Linked DNA regions of Mus musculus: all the other regions are linked to region 1. Evidence: chromatin contacts called from public HiChIP or PLAC-seq data. All regions are on one chromosome and are shown on one strand. Each heading gives the region's core, a stretch centred on a gene start, on an enhancer-like site or on the middle of the called end of the contact. The rest is flanking DNA. Distances are from core to core; before and after follow the strand shown.

Region 1 (2,699 bases), core at 138-2,637:
TGACACACATTCCACAGCTATTAGCCTGAAATGGCTCCCAGCAGCTCAGTCACCTGTAACACAAAAGCACAGAAATCCCCTCCTGCTCCTCCCAATTCCTCAGGGAGTTGATGAAGTCCCAAGGACCATATCCTTGAACTTCTAGGAAAGAGAGAACTCAGTTTCCCTTGGATAGTCCTTCTTCAAGACTGGGACGTAATGGAGGGGAAATTAGAACCTGGGATGGAGAGGTCTTAACACTTGCTGAAAGTTGAGTCTCAGCTGTAATCACCACCAAGCTTTTGGAACAAGGGACTCCTGTGGTGGTGGTTGTTGTTGTTTGGCTGTACACAGTGAGCAGAACACCAGTCCTGCATGTCTTGTCATCTCCACAACCCACAGATGAACCCAGAGGAGTGACACCTGCCACAACCAGAGTTCACCTTCAGAACAGTGTGCAGTGCCAAGGGACAGAGGAGGGAGGGACAGCAGGCAGAGGTGCGGGGATTGCTTGTGGATGAAAAATCCTTGGAGATGCATGGTAAAAGCAGGCAGCCCATTTCCATCTCTGTGCCACCTAGATAGGGAGATCACAAAACAGTATTTCACCCCATTGAGCTGATGCTGGACCCTGATCAAAGGACCTGCCAGCTGTGTTTGTGTCCCTCTTCTCTGGCCTGGGTCATGGATGGTGAAGACTTGGGGCTCAGGTCTTTCGAACCAGGTTGAAATACACTGAAGCCATTCTTCCCGTTTCTCTTGCTCAGATGGCCACTTACCGGCCAGTTGACACTGAGTGTCAGCAGTGAGTAGCTCCCCACCGGAGGTCTAAGTCAGGCCAGTGGGAGAATTTGGTTTGGTTGAGAGGAAAGTATCTCTGGATCAATGGCTTCCTGCCTGGGACTTGTCTATGAATCTTGATGCCTCTGGGTTCTCAGAATCTATGTCCAGAACCAGGAAGGCACTTAGAGCCACCCACTTTACCTGCCATTTGATAGGTGATGAAGCAGAGACCCAGAGAGGGGAGACAGGCCACCAAAGCCCTAGCCAGAAATGGTCAACCTTGTTGGCCTAAGCTCCAGGGGATTCCAGGACATCCACCCTTGACTTTCTGGGATGCACTTCTGGGAGCTTCCTGGGGGTCATTGGCTCAGTCCCTGTTGCTACCTTGGCATGTTCCCTGTCCTGAGATGCCACTAGCACCACCTGACCTTGTTTATGGAGTGTCTCAAAGAGAGACTGCCTGGGTCAGGTCTGCTGGGTGAACGAGGCCTTCCTGTTGGCCAGGCTCTCCCCAGGCTCAGAAAGAGCTGTCAGGCGTCTAAGGCTAGAGTCCAGCTAGACTCTGACTCAGTGCAGAAGATAAGGTTGGTGCAGGGCTGAGCAGTGCCTGGCACAGAGAGCAGGGCTAGGCTTGTAGCTGTCATTCTCAGCCAGGTCATTCCACCGGTCCTTTGATAGTTAAGTCAGAGCTGGGTACTGAGTGGTAGTGCCAGCCTGCAAAACCACAGGAAGAAAGTCTAGCAGGAGGCAATTGAGCTTAGGCCAGATATCCAGGCTGAGCAGCTCTGGACCCAGTGAACAAATCCCTCCTGAGGACCCAGGTGGAGGCAGGGGAGTAGTGCATATCTCTTGCAGCCCTGCCTTGGTGGTGCTGCTGGGAGCGGGGTGGGGGTGGGAAGGGGGGGCGGGAGGGCAGTGTTCCTCTGGAAAGGGAGGAATGCGGAAGGTCCGGGGAGGGGAGGGAGGCTGGGTTCTTAGTATATTAGTATAGCAAACATTCTCCCAGGCCTGATACCTTGACACCCCCTGGAGCGGCAGATGTTGGTGCATGGATCAGGGTAGTATAGTCTTGTTTCTAGGGAAACGGAGGTTCCCCTGGGAGGGGGGGGGGTGGCAATCTCATTGATAAAATAATTTTAAAGTGGGATCACAAGGAAGTTTGGGGACAGTTTTATTTAGATTTTGCAAGAAAAAACAACAGAGCAGGCAAACTGTACATCTTGGCAGCTGCCAGGAATGAACGAGATGGAGAAAAAGTCACTCCGTTTAAGTTGGAACTGAATATAATAGAAATAGCTTATCAAAACAGGAAAACCACTCCCGAGACTGGAAAGGAACTTATGTGCTGAGGAAGGAACCCAAAAAGTCTTTGGCCACTGCAGTGTGTGGTCCTTTATACTCCACATCTCTCCTGTTTATACCTGGAGGACCCTTTTTTCTGAGCATGCTCTGTTCGTTGGAGGAAGCCCAGGTAAAGAAGGGCTTCCAGTCTTCCTCTGCAAACTGGCTTCCTCATCTTAACCTTGACGTCACGTTCTCCATTTCTTACTCCTGTCACTGTCTTGCCCCCAAGACACAAGCTACACCTACACATTTCCTCTGCGCTTCTCTTTGAGTCTGCGCAGCCTGAACCCTGTATATCAGAGAGATGCCCTGGCTGCTAACCAACTGAGCACCAGAAGAAGCAGGTTGCCCTCTCAGCCCTCATGAGGTTCCCAGATTTCTGAGTGGGGCTAATAAACAGTTTAAATAAGAGGACATTGTCCCTCTTAAAGGACCCCAAGTTTGAGTCAAATGAGACTTCATTGTGGTACCAAGCAAGGCTCTGGCCAATGGCAGAAACAAGAAAGTAGGAATGTAATATTTGTACCTTCCCTAGAGGTTTTTAAATAACATTCAACTGGTGGGATTCAGTTTTCCCTTTTCCACCATTTGGG
Region 2 (2,699 bases), core at 56-2,555, 460 kb after region 1:
TGTCTTGGGGTGGTGTGAGATGACACCAGTTTGATACTGGGTAGACTGGGCAAGGTGGGACAAACGTAGGAAGTGGGGGTGGGAGGCAGCCCAGGGACTGGCTGCACCTACATCTTCTGTGAGTGTTCTGGTGCCGATTTCCCCAATTGTGCATAAGGACAAAAGTGATGACTCTGGCCCTGGTGATTGTCAGTGGGAAATTAACTCACGATGTTGGTTGCTTCCAAACACGAGTGAATTAGACTTCCCAGTAGTGCCAGTTGATAAGGAGGTATATGATGTTACAGGTTAAGCTCTACAGAATGAAAATGAATGTGAAAAAATTTTATGAAGTTAATCATCTGTTATAGGCTCAAGACAACCCAGTAAACTCTGGTATGCATCATTCACAAAAGGTAGCCTAATAGAAATTAAGGTTCATTTTCAACAAAAATTAAGACAAGAATGAGAAATGAGGAGGCTAGCCAGGCTGTGGCACTCAGGATACAGTCAGGTGGATCTCGGTGAGTTTAGAGGCCATCCTGGTCTACAGAGGGAGTTCCATAAAAACTGAGGCTACACAGAGAAACCCTATATGGAAAGAGAGAAAAAGAGAGAAGGGGCTGATGAGGGGCTGGAGACGGCACAGTGGTTAAGAACACTGTCTGCTCTTACAGAGGATCTAGGTTCAGTTCCCAGCACCCACATGGAGGCTCACAGCTGTCTGTTACTCCAGGCCTATGAGATCCAACCTCTCCTGACCTCTAAGGTCATACATACATACATAATGGCATACACACATAGCACAGTACGTTTACTCAGTGCATTTATTGGTGAGATAGTCATACACATACTACAAATAAAATCTTTTTTGGGGGGGGGGGGAGGGGAGGATTTGGTTTTTCGAGACAGGGTTTCTCTGTGTAGCCTTGACTGTCCTGGAACTCACTTTGTAGACCAGGCTGGCCTCGAACTTAGAAATCCGCCTGCCTCTGCCTCCCAAGTGCTGGGATTAAAGGCATGTGCCACCACCACCCAGCTGAAATAAAATCTTTAAGTAAGTAACAGTTTTTAAAGAGCAGGAGTTGAAGGTCATCTCCAGCTACTTAGTTTGAGGGCTGGGGAGATAGGTGGCTCAGTGGACAAAACATTTGCTGCAAGACTGACAGCCTGCATTTGATCCACCAGACCAATGTCTGAAGGAGAGGACCAGGTCCTTGTTGGTCGTTGTTCTCTGACCTCACCACAGGCACTGTGGTCTGAGTCTCCTCCACACAAAGTAAATAAACGCTGTAAGTCCTCTTGTCGCTCACTGTTCATTGCCCTGTGGTTTGTGTGCTCAGGCAGTGGTTCCTGGGGAAGCCCACACCCTCCAAGCGTCTGCACTGAACATTGCTAACACTCACTAATGACTAATTATACCTCAAAACTCTTTAGGTCCTAAATCCTCATAGCAACTCTGTGACAAGTAGGCTCCCAACCTATCCACAGATGGGACGCTGGGGCACAGCACGCTTATGTCTCCATGTTCAGGTCACGAAGCCAGCAGAGGTAGAAGTAAGGGGCCAGCTCTGCTCTTCCTGAAGGGTTTACCTGACCAAGCCTGAGGCTGTACTGGAGAAACATGTGAACTGTTAGAGATGTGTTCAGACACAGATGGCTTCCCAGGACCCCTTTGCTTCACCACTGGGCTTTCTTCTGGTCTCCAGTTCTCCTGAGTTAGCGGGTATTGTGTCACTGGAATGAGGAAACGGAAGCCTGCCACCTTGTTGAGGCAGGTTTTTCTTTTTGTCTCAACTGAGCTTCACACTGTAGGCTAGCTGGTGGGGTGGGGAGTTCTGGGGAAGGCTCTCCCTGTGCTGAGAATGTAATGCGTGCTCCCAAGTCCAGCTTTTATGTAGGTTCTAGGGGACCCAACTCAGGTTGTAGAGACGGCATAGCCATCTCACTTGCCTGGGAGACACAGTACAAATGTACATGTAAGAGCTATTCTCTGTTCTGGGAAAACTTCTTTGTTCATAATTAAGAAAATTCCAAGAAATATAGTCCAAGTCTCTTTGCCTTGTCATTGGCACTTAGCTGCATCTTGGGCAGCCTCTTAACACATTGACATTGAAGTAATGGTAGATCCCTACTAAGGCTCCTGTCAGCTTTTTTAGGTCTTTTATTGTTTTGTTTTTCAGCTATCCTGTGCTGCCTCATCCTTATTTGTATTAGATTACTGATTCTGGGGGGCTGGGAGGTTGCTTGGGGGGTGAGTGCTTGCTCCAAGATCATGGGCATCTGAATTCACACCCCCAGCACCCACAGAAGAGCCAGTGGCAGAGACAAGCAGGTCACAAGAGCAGCCAGGTTTGCAGAAATGAGTGGTCAGTGGGAGACCCTGCCTCAACAAACTGTATGCTAGAGGAAGGTCTCCAAAAGTGACCTCTGACTTTCTCTCTCTCTCTCTCTCTCTCTCTCTCTCTCTCTCTCTCTCTCTCTCTCTCTCTCTCTCTCTCTCACACACACACACACACACACACACACACACACACACGTTGAGTTTCTTGTTGATACATCATTGTTAAGTCGTCAGAATCACCTACAAAGTATAAGAAGTGTTAAAATTTTTAAAGTCATAAGTCCCAAACTTTAAGAATCTGATTCTTAGGAATCTGGCAAGTTCCAGACATTTTAAAAGTTTTTCATCCAGGCAGTGGTGGCGCCTTTAATCCCAG
Region 3 (2,699 bases), core at 65-2,564, 440 kb after region 1:
TCGGGGACTCAGCCAGAAAGCAACAGAGGTAAGCCCGCCTCCCCTTCCTTCCGTTGTCCTGATATCCAGTCTTCTTGTACAGGTCCAGCTCAACCCTTTTCTTAGATATGAGCTGGTCAACAGAGTTTTCATCATTTGCATCTCCAGCTAGAGTCTCTGCAGTGCATTAGAGTTGCACGGTAACTGACTCAGGAAAACCACACAGGCTTACCGAGGCCCTGAGTCCTGGCACTCTCGCGGGGCAGGTTCCAAGGTGAGCTTGGAGTGCAGTCACCGTGCTCTGCAGTCTGAACTCTGGTGAGTGGTATTTCTGACTCACTCCGTTGTTCATGCTTAGGCACAAGAGGCTTCATGTCAGAGACTGGCTTCCTTGCCAGGCCTGACTTCAGTCCATACTTCCACTGTGGCACTTTTTTCTTCCTTCAGGGGGTTTGATTGGACCTCTCCCTGGTGTATAGCTAATATAGGAAGAAAGTTTATGCATCCGAATGTGTGCCTAGATCAAGTGACCTCAAATTAATTTCTTTCTTGCTTCTAATGGAACCGCCTTCCCAGCTGATTTCAGATAGAGCCTGCATTAATAATTCACTTGCTGGCACACACAGACTCATCTGTGGCCTGCACATCAGTATTTAACCAAACCTCCAGGAAGCCATTGTGAGAGTGATTGTTCTGCCACACAGAACAGCTTTATTCATGCTTATAGTTACCGTGTCAGGTTGCGGAGGCCTGTTTGTACATGTAGGCACTCTCAGTCACCCTCTTCCCACCTCACACAGCCATGCTTCCTCCATCAGTACCTCCTTGCCATTGTTCAGCCCGGCAGCTGAACTTCCAAAGGGCCACTTCCCTGATCGTCACCCTCAGCTGCGCCTCTCTGCCTGCCCGCCTTCTCATGCGCCCTGTCTGTGGTGCGGGTTGGCCTGAATGAGCTCATGTGGCATGAACTTGTTTTAAAAGCCTGACTATCGTGGCCTCAACAAGTAAGGATCTGTTTTTGTCAAGTCTCAGGAACCAAGGATAGCAGGAGAGACAGTTCTAGGCACATTTACACCCTTTGGGGGGGGGGGCAGTTTCCTAGAATCACCACCCCTACCCCACCCCAACTTACTTTTGTTTTATTCATTAGCCAGAATGCTCACCTAACCACTCCCCACTGTAAGGTATCTCCATGTTGCAGTTAGCTGGCACATTTCTGCTTGGAACAGAATCAAAGTTTAGTTAGCAAAAAGGAAGGCAGGAAATGGATATTGGGACTGTGGCTAATAGTGACTCAAAGGACGTGGGGAGAAGGGTCTGGCTGAGTCACCAAGCTTCTCTAGAGGAGCAGTGTGCAGTGATGGAGTTCTCAGGGACGCGTGCACCATGACCTGACAATTCATAGAATTAAATGAATTATAAATTCTCAACAAAACACAGCTCTTATGGAAAACCTGTTGTACACATGAGAATTAAGAAACATCTGTGTTAGGTGGGTGGTGGTGCACGCCTTTAATTGTAGCACCAAGGGGCAGAGGCAGGTGGATCTCTGAGTTCCAGGCTAGCCTGGTCTGCAGAGCAGCCAAGGCCACACAGAGAAACCCTGTCTCAAAACAATACAATGCAATACAATACAAGAGAAAAGAAAAAGAAAGGTTTGCTGTTTTCTGTCTTAGTTAAGATCCACAGGGCTGGGATGTAGCTCAGCGGTCTAGCACCTGCCCAGCACTCAGCACAGGAAAAGCCCTAGACTCAATCACCAACCACTCAAGAAACAACTTAGGCTAGGCTTAGTGTCAGATATTTAAAATCCAGCATTTAGGAAGCAAGGCCGGTGGATCATGAGTTTAAGGATAGCCTGGGCTACAGAGCAAGAGCCTACCTCAAGCACAACACAACTTGTGAAGCTTTTGGCAAATATATCATGGTCCCCGTGTTGTTCTTGTTGCTGTTTTTTTTTTCCTTTTGGGGCCAGGGGTTGATTTACATGTTCTAGTCTGCACTAAACTATGTCCCTACTCAATATCACTATTCATATAAATTGCTAATAACTGGGAAGATGGGGTGAGGGGAATATCGGGACTCTATATTAAAATCTTCTATAAGCCTAAAATTAATTAACAATAAAAGTCGGTTTAAAGGCTGGACACATGGCTCAGTAGTTAAGATCATGCGCTGTTCTTGCATAGGGCCCAAGTTTCATTTCCAGTACCCATATTAGTCAGCACCCTGCTTCCTGTAACTCCAGCTTCAGCCAGTAGGATATATATCTGACCTCAGGCACACACAGATACACATCTACACACAAATAAATAATAAAATATATTTAATATTAAGTTACAGCTTTGTAAGGAGAAATCTAAGCTCAGTGTGTTGGTTTACCCTCGTAATCCCAAAACTTGGAAGCTAGAAGCAGGAGGGACAGGGGTTAAAGTTCATTGTCTGCTACAGAACAGGAGCTCCTGGGCCGCATGCATTCAATGAAGCGGATCTCTGAGACTCTAGCTGTGGAGTGTAGCTTACTTGGAAACCTCATACTTCGTGGTTAAAGGCCCTGATTTTGACCCCTAAGGCCCAAAAAGAAAAAATTCTGTTAGTTCATGAATCCTTAGCAAGTGTGAGTTACAGTATGCACACATGAACACACACAAAGGAGAATGTGTATGTGTGTGTGAGTTAGAGAGAAATGATGGGCTTGCACAGTGAAAGATGAAGCGGAA
Region 4 (2,699 bases), core at 117-2,616, 340 kb after region 1:
CCAAGTGGAGTGTTGGAGAGTAAGTTTGAAAAGTGCAGATTTGATGTGACTGCATAGTTTAACCTGGAATTTGGCCTTAATATGCAGAGTCTTCAGTATAGAAGAAAGGGGCTTCTTAGTCATCTACAATCCCCTTTCTGTGTTACTTTAAAACGGATTCAGTTAGGGGCTGGAGAGATGGCTCCACGGTTTAGGCGCCCTGGCTGCTCTTCCATTCCCAGCACCCACATGGAGGCTAACAACTGTAACGGCAGTCCCAGGACATCTGATACACAAACATAAGTACAGGCAGAGCATTCACACACATAACATTAAATAAATACATTTTTAAAAAGATTGATTTTTGGATTAGCTCTATTTTCAGTCGTTTGTGGCATTTCTTCCACATGGTAGGAGTTTATAGTTCCATCCTTTCCTGGGTCACTATGAAGACACTGTGTAAACTGGAGTCCCTAGAAAGGTCCCTGACAAATTATAAGCTCAATAACTCAGAGCAGTCATTAGTATGGCTGCTAATGGTGAAGAAAGACACTCAGCCCTGTAGTTAAGACTAAATGTCCAGCCTAAAAATAAAAATAAAATCTTTTTAAAAAGTAAAAAAAAAATTAAGTTCTCATAGCACCGTTCCATCCTCATCAAAGACTGACGGGGGAGCATGGGCCTACCCCAGCCCCTTCTAGTGAGTGGGGTGGCTTCTAGAGCCAAGGGTTAAGCTACCCCTGGGTGACCTCCAGGGCACTGTACTCTGAAATTTGTAAGATGCATGCTTCCCTGTCGAGTGTCAGCAGCCAGTGGCCGGGCAGCATTGGGATCAAGTGGAACCTGACGGTCATCGTGTCTTCCCCCCCCCCCCCCCCCCCCCCGCATAGCTTGCTAGCTTCATGGAATAAGATGACAAGCTCATTCATTCATAACTGCTTCATCTACCAGGTCACTTTGCCAAGAGATCTTGTTATGGATTCTGGTGAAGCTGGAAAGGAAGAAGGCAATCGCCAGCCTGAAAGGATTTTCGGGGTTGGACAAAACCGTGCCCACTCTCCACCCTCAGTGTCAGTTTAGAGCCGCTACGCACGGTGGCATCGTGATTACCGCCAAAGAGGCCATTAGGTGAGCTTACCAACCCCCGATTGTCACGCCTGACAGAAGTTTTTATACGACACTGTTCTGTGAGTCAGCCGCTAAGGGGCGCTGATGGAAAGGAAACCAGAAACAGGCAGCCAAGGCGCTTGCTATTTATAATCTTTAAAGAAACCAGAGCCTTAAATGATCCTCTGGGTGTTATTCCAAGATGCCAGCTAATAGTAGGTGTGGTTTGCTGGCGCCTCCCGGCTCTACACCGCAGCAAGCCCAGCTACTGCCCAGTGTTCGCCAGTGACTCAGAGCACAGGGCAGCACATGTTCACCGCAGCTCCCGAGCAGTCAGTCCAGTCTGTCTCTGACTCAAAGAGCAGGATGCATGTGTGCCTTATTACGATTATTACTGTATTTGTCTTGTCTGTGTCTGTGCATTGCTTGCATGCCTGATGGAGCAGAGGGTATCCAGTCCCTGGGAACTGTGTGGATATTGGGAATCAAACCCAGATCCTCCACTCCCACCCCAGCCTTATTCTTAGGGGAAATTGTCTGATTACTGTCATTGGTAATTTTGTAATGAGTTTGTTTCTCATAAGAATGGATTAGAACGTACTAAATAGACTTTAGTGGAGTGGATCATTTATTTCTCCAATGTCTCACAAGTATTTTATTTTATTTTATTCATTTTTTTGTTTTGTTTTGTTTTGTTTTATTTTTGTCCTGCTGAGACTGACCCTAGGGCCGCATGCACACTGGGCATCTGAGCTTTGCCCCTAGCGCCGTGAGCATGTATTTTAGACTGTTTGCGCTTTCTGAGATTTGTGGAGGGTGCTGTTTTCTCAGAACCTAGGCTTCCCTTGGCTGTCCACATGGAGTGTGTCGCTGGTCCAGCTGCTCACTTCCGCCACATCCAAAGAGTTGCTGCTTGTTGAAGTGCTTACATTTAACTTTATAGTCATGATTAATCTAGTGAACATTTAAAACATAAACAAATATGATTGACTTGACGAAAATAGAAAAAAATATGTATTAAAGTAGAATTATCAGAATGAATGGAAGCTTCCTGAGAACTGATGAATTTTAGCAGCTTTATCACTGTGCCCATTGAGTGTAAGAATTTAGAATTATTTGGCATGCTTAATTAGTGCACATGTATATGAAAACCCACAGTTCTCACTGAAATTACTATTTTGCTTCCTGATGAGAATATAGTTAGCAACCAGTGATTAAATGAATCTCCATCCACTGCCAGAAGCAACCACTCCTTAAAATCTGGGGTGTCTGCTCAGGTTAGGGGTATAGTCCTTTTGATATTATACACAAACACATACATACACACACACACACAAAAGTTACATGAACACCTGGGTTTAAATAGGGCCCACAGACACTTAAAGCAGTCAGAGTTCCCAAAAAATTGAAAATTTCATGTGTGTGTGTGTGTGTGTGTGTGTGTGTGTGTGTGTGTGGTGTGTGTGTATGTGTGTGTGTGTGGTGTGTATGTGTGTATGTGTTGTGTATGTATATGTATGTGTATATGTATGTGGTGTGTGTGTGTAATCATTTGTTCCCAAAGCAGCTGATCTGTTTCACCACTTTCCTTTCACCCTGCCATTAGCCCAGCA
Region 5 (2,699 bases), core at 85-2,584, 260 kb after region 1:
CCATCAACTTGGGAGCGTTTTCATGGGTACTAGAGAGATGGCTCAACAGGTAAGAGCGTTTGCTGTTCTCACAGAGGAACCGGGTTCTGTTCCCAGCGCCCACATGGTGGTTCACCACCATCTATAACCCCAGTTCTAAGGGATCTGATGATGCCTTTCTGTGACCTCTGTGGCATTAAGCATCCATGTGGTGTACAGACAGACAGACATGGAGCTAAAACACTCACACATTGAGGAAAATGAAAAAAATATAACATATATTTAGTTATTAAAAAGGAATGTGCCCCTTGCCACCCGCCATCTCCCAAGTCCTATCTGTAGATCTTTTTGATCTGGGACGTTCGAGTGTGACAAAGGAATGGCACGGGGTCTGTGTGGTCTTTTGTGTCATTCAGCATCTGCTATCTCCACTCTGGCATGTTAGCTAACGCTGCAGTTTCACCTTGTAACACTCCCTCCCACGCACATACAGAAGGCATTGCTGTTGATATTCAAAACTAAGCCAAATCCCAGTCGGAGTGCAAAATAGACGTCCTGACGGAGTGCCGTCACTTTAGAACCCAGCCATCAGGGTTAGTAAGTGGAAGGACTATGTTCTCACTTTCCATTCCCGGACAAGGGAGTGAAGGAAATTCCCCAAACCCAGCAGGTCAGGCTGGAGAAAGACTGTGTGGGAGTCGTCTATATTCAACCAGTGTTTGAGCCCTACTCTTGCCATTTATGCTGTGTGACCTTGGAAGAGGCATTTAACATCTCTGAGCCTTTGCTGAGTCATGTTTCCCTCTTTATGCCTGATGCAATGACTTACTTACTTACTTTATTTATTTATTTATTTATTTATTTATTTATTGGTGATTCTTTGCTCACATTGGATTCTATAGGAGCTTGGAGAAAATTTAAGATCTGCCAATTCCTGGGCTCTTCCATCTCTGGATATCTGTATTGAGTTAGTTGGAGTTAGGACCCAGGACTGGGTAGTTTTCAAAGCACACCAGGACAGTATGTGCACTGTACACCAGATCCGAGAGGGTGATTATAGGCATTTTGGTCAACATGCTTTAGTCCCCGAGTGGGACTGGAGGCCTGAGAGCTCATAAGGCTACATTAAGGACTAGAGAGGGCTAGGAGGGCCTGGCTCAGCGGCACTCAGGCCTGCCTGCCTGCCTTTTGTCGGGGGGTGGCAGGGGTTGAGGGTGGGGGACTCAGCTGTATGGAATTTAGAACAGGATTCTCTCTGGGCTTGGGAAAATCCACAGAAGGGAAAAGTAGAGAAGCAGCCTCCTTCCTAATCAATAAGCAAACAAGTCGTGGAGTCGCCCAAACAGCCACAGGAATGCTCCGTGGGCTGTAGCCAGTGGCAGTGCCAGAGAGCACCCCTGTATTTAGGCAGTAGGGTGCGGTGGTATTGTCTGCTTGCAGCTAAAAGCCAGGACACCACAGCCCTGACTTGGCATGAAAGCCAAAGGTTTTTTTTTTTTTTCTTTCTTTCTTTTTTTTTAAACCTGTATGTGTCTCCCTTTGTCTGCTGGTGTCAGCTGGGCCAGAAGAGAGGATATCAGATCCCCTGAAACTAGAATTACAGGCAGATGTGAGGTACCTGGGGAGGGTGCTGGGATTTGAACCACATCTTCAGAAGAGAAGTTAAGTGCTCTTAAAAACTGAGCCAGCTCTTCAGGCCCATTTCTGGCCCCACCCTATCCCTATTACAGCAGGTAGGGACAAATTCCCCATCTTCTTGCACCGGATTTCAGTTTCTCTTAAAAGAATTGCCTCCTCACCGGACAGTGCCTCCAGGAACATTGAAACCTGGGTTGTGGACACTGGACTGTCTAAGAGGGGCCTGGAGAGGAAAATGACTTCAAGCTGCTGTTTCTTTTCCTTGGTCTTGACATGAAGGACAAGTAGATGGAGGCGATCTTGGCTCTTTAGATGGAGGAGATCTTAGCTCTTCTGAACTGAAGGAACAGGGGCCATTGCTGGTTGCAAGCCTATGTAGACTTCAATACCTACCAGCTACCGTAACTTCAATTCCAGTACTGTGGTCACATCTGCTGTGTTCTCACCTGGCTCTTCTGTGCAGCACCCAGGCTGTGACAGGCACAAGGAGCTTGGGTGGGTCTTCTGCACTACCCTGTGCCTTGTGGCTTGAGCATGTCTCTGGAAGTCCAGCCTTCCCTGCTATCCTTGATTAAATCAGTCCCACCCACCTTGGTCCCTGTTACCTTCTCTGTCTGATATGTGTTTGTTACCCCAGCTGCCTTGGGTCACAACTCTTGGGAGGAAAGAAACCCACATATTTTTTGAGAAAGAATCCTTACATTCTTGAGGGGGTGAGTGGGGGAAGTGCCCCTTGGCAGAGGTGAGCTGTGGTGTAAAAGAGAGGCAAGACTGGGGCCTGAACCCTTGAATGTGTTTAACCACATTCACCAAGCTGCAAGACTATTAACACGTCTCATGTCTGAGGCTGATGGCAGGTTTTACCCTGTTGATTGTAGTTGGCTCACTGGAGTTACCATGGAGCTTGGAACACATGGCGAGGTAGAACCTGGGCAGATAATCACTGCCCCAATGTCTACAGTCAGCATGAATGACCTTACATCTGGGGGTGGGGGGGCAGTCCTGGGTGATGATGGAGTGTCCTTTGTCCTGTTTACTCTCAGAAGTCAGGGTTAAATGAGCCTGAGTGAATTCTCTCCCTT

The links. HiChIP or PLAC-seq counts read pairs in DNA pulled down with a chosen protein or histone mark.
Region 2: a FOXA1 HiChIP or PLAC-seq map of pancreatic cancer cells shows a contact between it and region 1. The contact joins two enhancer-like sites. A contact is called at or near these places in 1 of 484 Hi-C or Micro-C datasets (embryonic stem cells), 1 of 115 datasets of contacts at active chromatin or transcription factors (pancreatic cancer cells) and 1 of 9 other capture datasets (embryonic stem cells).
Region 3: a contact with region 1 is called in a FOXA1 HiChIP or PLAC-seq map of pancreatic cancer cells. The contact joins two enhancer-like sites. A contact is called at or near these places in 1 of 115 datasets of contacts at active chromatin or transcription factors (pancreatic cancer cells) and 1 of 9 other capture datasets (embryonic stem cells).
Region 4: an HNF4G HiChIP or PLAC-seq map of pancreatic cancer cells shows a contact between it and region 1. The contact joins two enhancer-like sites. A contact is called at or near these places in 2 of 115 datasets of contacts at active chromatin or transcription factors (double positive thymocytes and pancreatic cancer cells) and 1 of 9 other capture datasets (embryonic stem cells).
Region 5: a FOXA1 HiChIP or PLAC-seq map of pancreatic cancer cells shows a contact between it and region 1. The contact joins two enhancer-like sites. A contact is called at or near these places in 2 of 115 datasets of contacts at active chromatin or transcription factors (pancreatic cancer cells and vascular smooth muscle cells) and 1 of 9 other capture datasets (embryonic stem cells).

Annotation. Positions count from the first base shown.
Region 1 is chr8:106,377,239-106,379,937 of GRCm38.p6, forward strand. No RefSeq gene overlaps it. Among named protein-coding and RNA genes, the nearest start is that of Gm39238, 20 kb to the left of the region's middle. Within about 2 kb of position 1,388, at least 62 of the 459 cell types and tissues checked have an H3K27ac peak or open chromatin away from gene starts, as enhancers often do. A contact at or near this core is called in pancreatic cancer cells, where this site is marked.
Region 2 is chr8:106,835,411-106,838,109 of GRCm38.p6, forward strand. The region is part of intron 17 of Tango6 (transport and golgi organization 6); the gene reads left to right. The region is part of intron 1 of Gm34197 (a long non-coding RNA gene); the gene reads right to left. Among named protein-coding and RNA genes, the nearest start is that of Gm34197, 10 kb to the right of the region's middle. Within about 2 kb of position 1,306, at least 22 of the 459 cell types and tissues checked have an H3K27ac peak or open chromatin away from gene starts, as enhancers often do. A contact at or near this core is called in pancreatic cancer cells, where this site is marked.
Region 3 is chr8:106,818,542-106,821,240 of GRCm38.p6, forward strand. Tango6 (transport and golgi organization 6) reads left to right here. Exons shown (of 18, transcript NM_173037.1): 17 at 1-28. Among named protein-coding and RNA genes, the nearest start is that of Gm34197, 27 kb to the right of the region's middle. Within about 2 kb of position 1,315, at least 59 of the 459 cell types and tissues checked have an H3K27ac peak or open chromatin away from gene starts, as enhancers often do. A contact at or near this core is called in pancreatic cancer cells, where this site is marked.
Region 4 is chr8:106,717,040-106,719,738 of GRCm38.p6, forward strand. Tango6 (transport and golgi organization 6) reads left to right here. Exons shown (of 18, transcript NM_173037.1): 9 at 931-1,107. Among named protein-coding and RNA genes, the nearest start is that of Tango6, 35 kb to the left of the region's middle. Within about 2 kb of position 1,367, at least 113 of the 459 cell types and tissues checked have an H3K27ac peak or open chromatin away from gene starts, as enhancers often do. A contact at or near this core is called in pancreatic cancer cells, where this site is marked.
Region 5 is chr8:106,639,772-106,642,470 of GRCm38.p6, forward strand. The region is part of intron 2 of Cdh1 (cadherin 1); the gene reads left to right. Among named protein-coding and RNA genes, the nearest start is that of Cdh1, 38 kb to the left of the region's middle. Within about 2 kb of position 1,335, at least 52 of the 459 cell types and tissues checked have an H3K27ac peak or open chromatin away from gene starts, as enhancers often do. A contact at or near this core is called in pancreatic cancer cells, where this site is marked.